Regions from separate parts of the Mus musculus genome. Here all the other regions are linked to region 3. The links are chromatin contacts, called in public Hi-C and HiChIP or PLAC-seq maps. All regions are on one chromosome and are shown on one strand. The core of a region is the stretch at or near the end of the contact, and the rest is flanking DNA. Distances in the headings are between cores, read along the strand shown. Region 1 overlaps Vav3 (vav 3 oncogene). Region 2 has its middle 85 kb from the start of Vav3. Region 3 overlaps Vav3 (vav 3 oncogene). Region 4 overlaps Vav3 (vav 3 oncogene).

Evidence for each region. Hi-C and Micro-C count contacts between places; a contact is called where the count stands out from the background. HiChIP or PLAC-seq counts read pairs in DNA pulled down with a chosen protein or histone mark.
Region 1: a contact with region 3 is called in an H3K27ac HiChIP or PLAC-seq map of the HPC-7 cell line, with 7 times the contacts expected there. The contact joins two enhancer-like sites. A contact is called at or near these places in 2 of 15 datasets of contacts at CTCF or cohesin (CD8 T cells and the NIH/3T3 cell line), 21 of 484 Hi-C or Micro-C datasets (CD8 T cells, bone marrow, bone marrow-derived dendritic cells and 15 more), 5 of 115 datasets of contacts at active chromatin or transcription factors (CD8 T cells, the HPC-7 cell line, acute myeloid leukemia and 2 more) and 1 of 9 other capture datasets (bone marrow-derived macrophages).
Region 2: a contact with region 3 is called in a Hi-C map of bone marrow-derived macrophages, with 50 read pairs. The contact joins two enhancer-like sites. A contact is called at or near these places in 1 of 484 Hi-C or Micro-C datasets (bone marrow-derived macrophages), 2 of 115 datasets of contacts at active chromatin or transcription factors (the HPC-7 cell line and bone marrow-derived macrophages) and 1 of 9 other capture datasets (bone marrow-derived macrophages).
Region 4: a contact with region 3 is called in a Hi-C map of bone marrow-derived macrophages, with 38 read pairs. The contact joins two enhancer-like sites. A contact is called at or near these places in 1 of 15 datasets of contacts at CTCF or cohesin (CD8 T cells), 13 of 484 Hi-C or Micro-C datasets (the HPC-7 cell line, LSK cells, the N1E-115 cell line and 9 more) and 4 of 115 datasets of contacts at active chromatin or transcription factors (CD8 T cells, the HPC-7 cell line, bone marrow-derived dendritic cells and 1 more).

What each region holds. Positions count from the first base shown.
Region 1 is chr3:109,477,157-109,479,970 of GRCm38.p6, forward strand. The region is part of intron 2 of Vav3 (vav 3 oncogene); the gene reads left to right. Among named protein-coding and RNA genes, the nearest start is that of Vav3, 140 kb to the left of the region's middle. Within about 2 kb of position 1,350, at least 21 of the 459 cell types and tissues checked have an H3K27ac peak or open chromatin away from gene starts, as enhancers often do. A contact at or near this core is called in the HPC-7 cell line, acute myeloid leukemia, bone marrow-derived macrophages and 2 more, where this site is marked.
Region 2 is chr3:109,253,872-109,256,571 of GRCm38.p6, forward strand. No RefSeq gene overlaps it. Among named protein-coding and RNA genes, the nearest start is that of Vav3, 85 kb to the right of the region's middle. Within about 2 kb of position 1,255, at least 129 of the 459 cell types and tissues checked have an H3K27ac peak or open chromatin away from gene starts, as enhancers often do. A contact at or near this core is called in the HPC-7 cell line and bone marrow-derived macrophages, where this site is marked.
Region 3 is chr3:109,360,620-109,363,319 of GRCm38.p6, forward strand. The region is part of intron 1 of Vav3 (vav 3 oncogene); the gene reads left to right. Among named protein-coding and RNA genes, the nearest start is that of Vav3, 21 kb to the left of the region's middle. Within about 2 kb of position 1,427, at least 69 of the 459 cell types and tissues checked have an H3K27ac peak or open chromatin away from gene starts, as enhancers often do. A contact at or near this core is called in the HPC-7 cell line, LSK cells, acute myeloid leukemia and 4 more, where this site is marked.
Region 4 is chr3:109,438,201-109,440,900 of GRCm38.p6, forward strand. All of the region lies in intron 2 of Vav3 (vav 3 oncogene), which reads left to right. Among named protein-coding and RNA genes, the nearest start is that of Vav3, 99 kb to the left of the region's middle. Within about 2 kb of position 1,276, at least 18 of the 459 cell types and tissues checked have an H3K27ac peak or open chromatin away from gene starts, as enhancers often do. A contact at or near this core is called in the HPC-7 cell line, LSK cells, bone marrow-derived macrophages and 1 more, where this site is marked.

The sequences.
Region 1 (2,814 bases), core at 100-2,599, 120 kb after region 3:
CTGTCTCTCTCATATACACAGAGGAAAAAAAAACAACCCACCCACATAAGTTTTATCTGGAACTCTTAAAAATGTAGATATTTATTGGTCTAGAACCTAAACTCATAAGAATTTTTCCTCAGGAAATTATTAGGTAATAATGTATAAATATTTAGGCATGAGAGCATTATTCTTTTCATTGTTTACAGTTATGACAGACTGAGAGAAAGCCTCATGTGTTCAGTATCAGGGCAACAGGAGCTTCTATGAAGATTAAGAAGAAGTATGATAACAATAACTTAATATGGAAAATAAGAGCATGTGCATCAGGCATTTCGGGTACATCATAGTCTGCTTTTGCTGTTAGATCAGAGCATCTGAGGCAGAAAAGAGGTTAACTTTGTTTGGCTTTTGATTTTGAGGACTGGCTTAGTCAGATGTATCCAGGAATTCAATGCTGCTTCAACGCACGCTGAAAATGCTACGGTAAGTTCTTGTGTGTGGAAGGGATCAGGTGTAACAGGTGACTTGGCAGGCCAGGTGTGCTTCTGTACACCTGTAGTTCTGAGCCCAAGAGACAGAGGCAAGAGGATTGCCATAAGTTTAATGCCATCCCAGGTTACTATGTAGCATATCCATGAACCCATATTCCACATGATTCTTGATTTTTTTTTTCATGTGTTCAGTGTGAGGGCAGTGGGTGCTTATATGAGGAATAAGAAGAACCATGATAATAATTACTCTTACACTACAAATTCTCTAGATTTAGTCAAGTTGGGAATTTATACTAAATGCCACAGAAATTGCAGCAGGCCAACATCTCCGATGGGAGCAGATCTGGACAGTCCCAAGTGTGGCCCTTGTCTCAGATTGGATTGAGAGTGACTTGCCAGGCAGCTGACTTTACCGGGAGTGTTAATAGTGAATCGCTCTCACTGTGAGGTTGGAGAAAGGGTTAGACTAAACACATGACCTACAGTTTAAAACATCAGGCTGCTTTCTAGCTTACTAGTTTTATTACTTATAAATTGCCTTTTCTTGGCAGTTTTGTTGCTAGACTGCCAATTAAAAATGTTATTCTAAAAAAATATAAACTGTACATTGAGTTTTAAAAGCAATTTAAAACAGGATGTGTGCATCTGCTTTGGACTGTATTATTTAACGAGCATTTTTTTCAACAATGCACTTTCATCTGGGGCTTCGCACATCACCATCATTCATCTTGGTAATGCCTGTCTTCAACAGTTGTCCATGAACACAGGCAGTTCAAAGGAGTAATGCCACTTAGCAATGTTCCATATTTCTGTTACAGTTAGAAAATTTTAGTATTGCAAGTTTTAAGAAGTTGTGTGTCAACCGAGCCTTCCAGGATATTGTGAAATACCTCTATTTCAAGACACTATTAAATATGCATATTGGAAACATCTTCTTAAGAAAACATCTGGGGTCTGAATTAGTCATTATTCGTCAGGAGTGTGACAATAGCCAAATTTGTTATGATAATGTGAATGTTGTCTTTCTGTAAATTATTAACTTCCAATTCTTGGTTTGTATTAGTAGCTTTCAAGGAGCGAGCTACTTGAAATTTAGAGGGGAAATGGCATTTGCTGACTTGCTGTTTCCTCTCATAACTGAGTACAATGTTTCAGTTAATAAAAAAGGAGAAGAAAAATGAGCAAGCATCCTCTATTGTTCCCCAAGAACCATCTCAAAAGAAATAGCTAAGTTGGACATAGTAGTGCACACCTTAAATTCCATCACTTGGGAGGCAGAGGCAGGCTGATCTCTGCCAGTCCAAGGTCAGCCTGGTCTATAGAATAAGTTCCAGGACGGCCAGAGTCTCACAAAGCCAAGCTAAGTTGCTGAAAACATTTGCTCTACTAGTGATGTCAGAGCTCAGTTGGACTGTGGGAGGTGGAATATATGAAGCGCTGAAGAGCTAGGTTGTTGTGCCTGTGGTACACCTTGAGGGGGTGCTCTTTAAATGCATGAAATTCAAGGTCAGGTATAATGGCTTCTCTCCCTCTTGGCTCATTCCTCTATAGAGGCTGGCGAAATCCCTTATCAGCATCATTCTATAAGTCCTGAAGCCCAGTAGAACATTAGCTTCTCTTTCCCAAATGTCTACATACTTGAAACAAAACATTTGCGAAAGGACCAAAAGAAAATATTAACATTCATATGGAAATCATCTTTCTTAGCGAGGTACTTTGGTTTGAAACGATCATATTGACACCTAGATGCGAAGAGTTGATTTCTGTGGGTTTAAAACAGTTCCTTTTGGGGTGATGAGCACTACAAGTTCAAATCCACTGCCCATCATTACATTTGTGATTATATCAGGGTTGTTGAATCCTCATTCCTGGTTATGGTGGCTCATGTCATTAATTTCATCACTGAGACAGAGTCAGGGGCAAGGGTAGAGGGCAGAGGGGCAGGAGGGAAGGGGGCAGAGACTGAAAGAACTCTGTGAGTTTGAGGCCAGCCTCATCTACATAGCAAATTTCAGGACAGCCCGGTCTATGCAGTGCAACCCTGTCTCAATCAAAACAAGACAAGACAAGACAAGACAAGACAAGACAAGACAAGACAAGACAAGACAAGACAAGACAAGACAGGACAGGACAGGACAAGACCCATTAGGGAGGTTAGCTTCACTTTCTGTGTTTTATTCACAGTTAAAGAATTGATACTTTAAGAGTAAGAACAATTCTACCAAATATTCTGAAGTGTAATTTTGCCCTTATAGGCTGAAGATAATAAGTCTACTAGTGAAAAGTAAGTTCCTACATCAGTTTACACGTTCTTTACGCATGCCAGGCAGCCACCCCAGTG
Region 2 (2,700 bases), core at 5-2,504, 110 kb before region 3:
AATGTTTCAATTAAATGCTAATAAATGCAGAAAGTGACCCCTCCCCCAGTCCTCGGGTCCTCCTCAGCAGTGGCTTTCAGCCACTTCCTTCTGTCTGGATTCTTAAAAGTGTCCCTGGTGGGCTGCTAGTGACCTGTGTGCTGCCTCTGGCACCCACACACTTCAAGGACAAGCTTCCTCTGGGCATTTGTGACCACTGGGGCTCAAACTTTTCTTAATTGCTTGTATGTTCATCGACTGTCCTTTTGTCACGGTGCAGTGACCCATTTTTTTTTTTTTTTCAACCACTGGGCTGATGGGATCTGATGAGCTGCCAAGTCACATTGATGGGATGTGACTCAGAGAAGGGAGCCACACACGTGATAGTGTGGTGGCATTTGTCTTGATGAAATGCTTTCATTTTATAGAATGTTTGAATTACCACTGTTACTGCGAAAGATGAGCTAATGGCACCTGTTTTGATTCATACGATAATAAAACAGGAAAAAAATTAAAACAAATCTATAAAATCATATGACTATTTCATTCAAGTATTTCTTGGCCACATGCCGTTCTTGGTTCTAAGGCGTAAGCAAGCAATGAAGTTTGAATGAATCAGGAGAGAGTGAGTGTTGTACACATGTTCCTGTTGCTGTAAATGGTTTTAATTTGTCATTCTTTCCCGCTCCCCAAACACACTTAAATCAGAATACACGTAGGAAAAAGATGTGTGTACACTATAAAGGATTTGAAAATAGGACTGAGAAAAATGGGCTTTGTAAATGTGAACATGCTAGATTCAACAGCACACTAAAGGGGTCCCAGAGGGCAGAGCGCACTTGCCTGGATCCTTCTCTTGCTTCTCAGCCAGTTGGCTTCCTGTTGGCTTCAGGTAATGGAAAGATTATGGAGTGGGAAGAGAGGATAAGCCTGATGTGTTGGTTTCCTGTGGCTAGTGTTGCAAATTGCTAAATACACACACACACACACCTACCTAGTGGCTTAAGCTACACAAAGTTATCATTTTATGGTTTGGGAGGCCAAAAGTCAGAAATTTATCTTCAGAGACTAAACTCAGTAGGGCTACCCTCATGCAGGCTCTAGAGACACCCCTAACCCCCGCGCCCCCCTTTTAGGGCATACCCATATTCTTCTGCTTGTGAACACACAACTCTAGTACTGCCTTGACTGACCTCCCTGCCTCTCTCTTATCAGGTCCATTGTGATGACAGTGGGTTTCTGGAAAACTCTGCAGGGCTCCCAGGATGACTCATCAGCCTCTTGTCAGACGTCATTTCTTCCTCAGCCGCTTTTGGAGCAGATCCCCTCCTCTTACTGCTTGACAAGCTGAAGTGGTTTACTGGGTTTTGGACAAGGGGAAGTGGAAGTGCTTGGGTAGTGTTTGTGGGGACAGGGCAGGGAGATGCGAGATGTCTTGGGCACTTGGGTAATTATGAGCAGAGGCTTAGTTTTCCATTTGCCAAGAGAGTTTTCTCTCTCTCTCTCTTAGGCAAACATGCGTGAATGGGGAAGAACTATCTGGAGGACAGCAGTAGTTAGATAGTAAAGGCAGACACACTGGGCCTGTAACTCAGAGCAGTTCGATTTCTGGGTGCAGCTAGTGGGTGCTCCTGACAGAGGTTTTGAACAATACAGGACTAAGGAGAGGTTGGCAAAGCACCTTTGAGAAGGGGATTGATTTCCAGCTAGGCTGCTTAGTCTTCAATTTCCCCTTTCACCCTCTTTATGATCTGCAACAAACTGCTGTGCTCCCTAGCATGTGCCTATGAAAGTGGGACAAGGTCACACAACATTAAGGCTGGCATCAATGCTAAATGAGGTAATGCTCAGAGAAGTATTAAACACATGTGCGACTTCAATTCAATACATAGTTCTAGAAATCCTGAGCCCCTATCCGTGGGCTGCTTGCTGTCCTAAGTCATTGCTCTCTTGGATCTTTTAGCCTACAGGCATATAGAGACATCAGAGTGTACCTAACAACAAACTTAGCTTAGAAAGAAAACCGGGGATGGGAAGACAGAAGGTACACAGGTTTCCTAGGGTGGATGGCTTGAGTTGTGCTAAATGACTGAAATTAAGCCAATGTGTCTGGACTCAAAAGAGCGAGGAGACAGAGAAAGATCTGAGGAAGCCAGCAGGTAAGGGTATTAGGCTCTATGCTAGGAGTCTGTGGAAGCCGTTGAAGGATTTTGGCATCAAACATGTATGTGTATGATGAAGACTTAGGAAGCACCACTGTTAATGGCTCCTGGAGATCAGATTGGAGAGGTGCCAGGTGAGGTGGTGAGAGAAGGGCCTATACTGCTTTGGTAGATGCTCACCTGGATGCCTGGAGCAGGGACTGTGCAGTGAGGGAGAAGCTGGGGTCCAAGAAGGCAGAGAGCACTGGGGAGCCCCTGGATTGATTGACTAGGGAACAATTGCAACTTATCCCTTTGTGTGCTGGACACAGAGGGACAGAGGAGCTTTGGAGACATCTCAGAAAAGATGTTCCCAGTCACTTGGGAGAGGTCTGCCATGGAGCTAGAAATGTTGAACACACTAACTTATAAATAAGGAAACTCTGACCGGACAAGCTAACACGTCTCAAAGTGTTAGTCTGCAGCAGACAAGGCTCTGTTACTGTCCTAGCTCCCTTAATATCTGCAACAGACTTGAGAGATGTTTTCTCCACTTTACAAATGAGGACACAGAGACACC
Region 3 (2,700 bases), core at 177-2,676:
GTGGTATTGTGTCCGGTCAGGTCCTTCCTTTAAATTATGAAAAGCAGACTGAGGAAGGAAGTGATAAATTATCTTTAACACATCAAGTTAATCTCATTCTGGGGCAAAGGGCAGGCCTGGAGGGATGGATCGTATGTAATTTGGTTGTTTATCTACATGATCTTGATAGACCACCTGTGTTAGAGCTAAACTCACCAATAAAAAGCAGGCCAAAGAATGGTCTTTCTGTCTGAGCAGGTTTCAGAGATGAGGACCGGAAGAAGCTGAACTCTGTAAAGGTCAGAAATGTTTCTAACTCTAGTGGAAGTTCCTCCATAGTAAACCACAACTTGTCTTTGTACTAGGTTTGCTAATTATAAACGTTCTACCCATTAGATCCTGGAACTGTAGGTTTGTCCATGAAGCATGGTTATATAAGCTGTGGGTTTTTAATTATGTAAGTCTGCCAGTTAGATTATGGAACTGTAGCTTCGCCTAGAGAAGAACTTTAGATTTTATTGATAATTAGGACAAAATGGTCTGGGTGAGGCGGTACACATCTTTAAGACCAGCACTTGGGAAGCAGAGGCAGGCAGATCTCTGGGAATTCATGACCAAGCTATATAGTGAGACCCTGTCTCAAAACAAAAAAAGAATTATATGAATTATATGGAATGTTCTTAAGTTGAGAGAGACAAACAAGTCAGTGAGATCTTTGTAAACTCAGCATGAAAAGGAGTCATTAAAAAGGGGTGATATTGCAACATCTAGATTTTAAAGGTCATATTTTCTTAAGAAATCAAGGAGAAACAGGAGTGACTTGGTGGTATTAGGAGAATGGTCATTGTAGACAGAGAAACCCAGATTAAAAGAACAGTTGGCATTCATAAACATAGGTGAAAATGGAAGAGCTGTTTGAGGCAGTTTCGGCCTGGTTAGATGTGGGCTTCTCACAGTGACCTCTTGGTTGGGATCCCCTTGGTTGGAAGTGAAGGCAGACAATATTTGCTGAGTAATGATTACGTATGAGGACATACTCATAGCTCTGCATTTCTCCCTCATATGGGAGGCATTAGACTGTAAAATCTTGGGGAATATTTTAGAATATAAGAAAAGCAATAATCTAGTACAGGAAAGAAAAAAAGCAAGGCCTGGTGATTCCTTTGCAGAGTTAGCTCTGAAGTGTTAGCTCTGAAGTGGAAGAGGGCATCTCTGAGTTTGTCTGTATGAATGGACAATAGTGGAGAAACATGATCTTAATTCCAAGAGTAGTTAAACACGAGGGGACATGTTCTACCTCTGGCAGAAAATAAAAATACCGAAGATATGGCTTTTAAAATGCTCAGGAATGCTCATGTCTTGGGGTGCCTACGCAGCACTGCGTATTGAGTGTGGTCCTGGCATCTGCTGGGGCTGGGTTGGCGGAAATGGGAGGTCTCAGAGATGCCCTTCCTCAGGAAACAGTGCTTACAGCACAAAGCAGTCACAAAGCAAAAGGCAGTTGCAACAGATGCTGTGGCCTGAGACTCAGAATTCCTGCTTGTGAAAGATTGTGGTGGTGACGAATGTGAGGCAGAACCCAGATCCTGTTCCACCCCAAGTGACAGAAACATGGGCTTAGATGTCACCAGGGAGATGAAAAATATGGATGTTGCATGCTGGCAAAGAAAAGTTCCATGCCCAGGGTCCTTAGAGATTGGGACTGCAGACCTTTAAGCTTTGAAAGAAGCAGTAAGCAAAAGCTCAGAGCCAAAATTAACCTCGTTAGCAGCTGTCTCCTTGTTGACTTTGTTTTTGTTGTGTGCACATATAATATAATCATAGTGATTGTGGTTACTTTAACCACTTCTAAGTCACAGTTCAGTGTCATTGAGCACACTCAGTGTGTTGTGCAGCCACCATTCCCTGTCTTCAGAACATTATCATCTTCCCCAGCTGGCATTCTGCACATATTCAATGATAACCCCTTTCTCCGCTATCTCCTGGCTGCCACAATGCTCCTTTCTGTGTCTGTAGATTCAACTATTCGTGATTCTTCAAATGAATTGGGTCATTCAGGTAGGATAATATCCCCAAGGCCCATCCATGCTATAATATAGGTCAGAATTTGATTTCTTTTTAAGGCTAAATAAGTTTCAGTTGTTAATTTTCCTTACAGATTATCCATTCATCCTCATGGATTCTTGGAAAATTGGCAAGTATTGTAGACAGTCTGACAAAGCACACACCAATGGTGCTGCAGTCTTCTCTGTATTCTTCTGTCTTTCAAGTGCCCTGACGTTCTTCCTCTTTTCTATCTTATCTCCCCTGACTATTTCTCCATCTATCTGTCCATCTCTTCCTCCTTTTCTCTCACTCCCTCCTTTGTAATTATATGGGTGTGTGTTCTGTGTGCCCTGTGTATCCTGTTAGGTATTGGAAGCTACTCTTGAGGACTAACTCTTTAAATTTGGTGGTATTGGCAAGTGATGATCTTGCTTGCCTTGACATTCTTCTCTCCTCTTTCTGTCTGTCTGTCTGTCTTTTTTCTTTTTCTTTCCTCCACCTCATCTTCTTTCCCTCCTCCCTTCTGACTCGACCCTCCCCTCCCCTCCCTTCCCCTCCTCTCCTCTTTTCTTTCTCTGTTTCTTGTCCCTGGCTGTCCTGGAACACACTCTAGGCCAGGATGGCTACAAATTCAATGATCTGCTTGCCTCTGCCTCCCAAGTGCTGGGATTAAAG
Region 4 (2,700 bases), core at 26-2,525, 77 kb after region 3:
TGCTCATTGTGGGAGGTGCCTTCCCTGAGCAGGTGGTCCTGAGTTCCATAAGAAAGCAGGCTGAGGAAGCCAGGGGAAGCAAGGCAGGAAACAGCACCCCTCCATGGCCTCTGCATCAGCTCTTGCCTTCAGGTTCCTGCCCTGTTTGAGTTCCTGTCCTGACTTCCTTTGGTGAAGAACAGCAATGTGGAAATGTAAGCCAAATGGACCTTTTTTCCCAACTTGCATTTTGTTCATGGTGTTTTGTCTCAGCAATAGAAGCCCTAACTAAGATACTGTGTACTCAGAAATCTGTTTGTTGGTATATGTCTCGTGTAACAGCAGTATACTGAACTACATGTTTATAAATACATGCATACACATAACTTGTGATTCCTAACTTACGTGTACTCATCAAAAAACCAATAGCTGGACATTGTATTTCTTGTTCTTTGATGACTTGAGTTTCACTGTGGCTCTTGGTTGTTCTTGTGTAGTGTATGCTCTCTTGAAGAGGCCTTTAGGACAGAGCTGCTTTTTGGTTTCTTTTCAAGAAATGCATTGCATCACACAGGATATAAGTATTGAAACAAATGAATATGGTATAGCATGCTCAGTGCTACGCTAAGCAACAGAAAAGGTTCTCTGAGTAGGAACACAGGGGTAGGGGATCTGCTGCCCCATCTCCCATATGATGAAGGAATAGTCCTTGAGTGGTACCCTTTTACTGAGTCTATAAAGGGCAGGAAGGATGCTGGTACTGACCAAAAGGAATAACCTTATTTTATGTCCTTTGTAGTCATTTTCTTTCCCCACAACAGCCTTATTATGTTAGCATTATCCCCACTTTATGACTGAGGAGTATGATGGTCAGAAATATAAAACTCATAGCTAGGGGGCATTGGAACAAGAAGCTGAGACACTGTATATCTGATCTCAGAGATGTTAATCATGTACTGCCTTATTTCCAAGCAAAAGTGAAAGGCTACCTCTGATTAGAGGGAATGTCCTACAGAAAGGAACAGAAAAGGGATCCATCCCCTTAAAATGTTGTAGTATCACAGATTATCCTTGCCGATCAAGCATAAGATATAGCTAAATGAGCTAGGTCTTGAGGTCCAGCAGAAATTGAGCAAATGGGTAAGACTCAGGGCCTTTTGGGTGTGCACCGTGGGGTTTGATGAGCGCTTTTAGCAGGTGTGAGCTGTAATTCGTGATCTCCATGCTGGAGTCAAGCACTGTGTCAGTGAGAGGAGGCTGTGGGAAGCTGTGGTCACACCAGCAGCAGGAAGAACCGGTATGAAGATGAGGAACTGTGGTAGAAAAACAGTGCAGAGCTTTGAGAGCGAAGACACGAGTCATGCATGGCTAGAGAGCTTCTGGGTGATTAGGAATCGATTGTGATCAGAGAAATGGAGTCAGAAGAGGGAAGGGTCACTCCTAGATGACTGGAGAGGAGCAGGGCTTAGGGAAGGGGAAACAGTGGGGCAGGAACAGGTGCACCTGACAGCAGCTTAAAATTGATGGGGGACACCAAGGGCATTTGCATTCACTTACTGTAAATATATTCAGCAACCCAATAGATATTTTCCTTTAGCAGATTTTAAGTAAAAGTTCCCATTTTAAACTTTTCTGTAGACTGATGTTTTTATTTTTACTTTCTTATTTAGTATTCGGCAGGAGCTTGGGTCCCTGTAGTGTACTTAGAAATATTGGTCTTATTTCTTTTCAAGTGACTTGCTTTTTCTATGATCAGAGTGGGTGAAGGAATATTTGTCAGTATTTGCAAGGCTGTAGCAAGCCTTCACATTCTTACTGTGAGCCTCCCTCCTGCTGCACTGACCGTATTCCATCTCAGCTGTGCTGAGAGATCTTTGACCCCATCACACTGATTTACAGCTAAGCTGCAGCTTATCCAAGTTACACAGGACATTTGGTGAGTCTAATACGTTATTGCATATGATGGGTGACCAATTCACAAGGATAATTGGTGAACTCCAGGCAAATGGCTCTCAGTAGCTGGTCTCTTGCCAGCAGCAACCATGCAGAGCTCTAAGCTTTGAGTCCTTTGGCTGTGATGCCCACGTGCATGTTTTCTATATCCACTCATCTCTTAAAGACATATTTGCATCTACAGGAGTGTAGCGGTGATGGCGGGGATAGAAATGTACAGATGTCCTTGCCTGCTGGGGATCAATACAGGAGGCGTGTTCCAGGATGAAGCGTGTACCCGACAACTTCAGGCAACAGTGCTGGGCAGCCTCTGCAGATGTGTGGAGTCTTGATGAGGGGAGGCTGTTGAGTCACTTGTTTTCCACCCAAAGCACCTGCATCTTTGTAGGGATCCATTGTTGATTACAGAGCCTTGTCTAGCTCACCTCAGTGCTAGTTAGAATGCCCTTTCAGCATGAGCCACCCTGACAAATCAAGACAGTGTGTGAGGAGCAAAGAAAGGACTTGTCAGTTCATGGTGAAGTCAGAAACTGTTAGGATAGAATTGATGTATTACAGTCTAGAGTAGTGCCCATGGACGTGTGAGTGCCTGTGTGCATGCATGCATGTGTGCATCTATGTGAGTGTGTGTGTGTGTGTGTGTGTGTGTGTGTGTGTGTGTGTGTACACAGATGATTTTATCAGAACTGTGGTAGGTGATTCTGGATATAGGTTTTTCCTTGCTACCCTTGGCCTGTTTTTCTGTGAAGAGAGAATATGGATAATAAT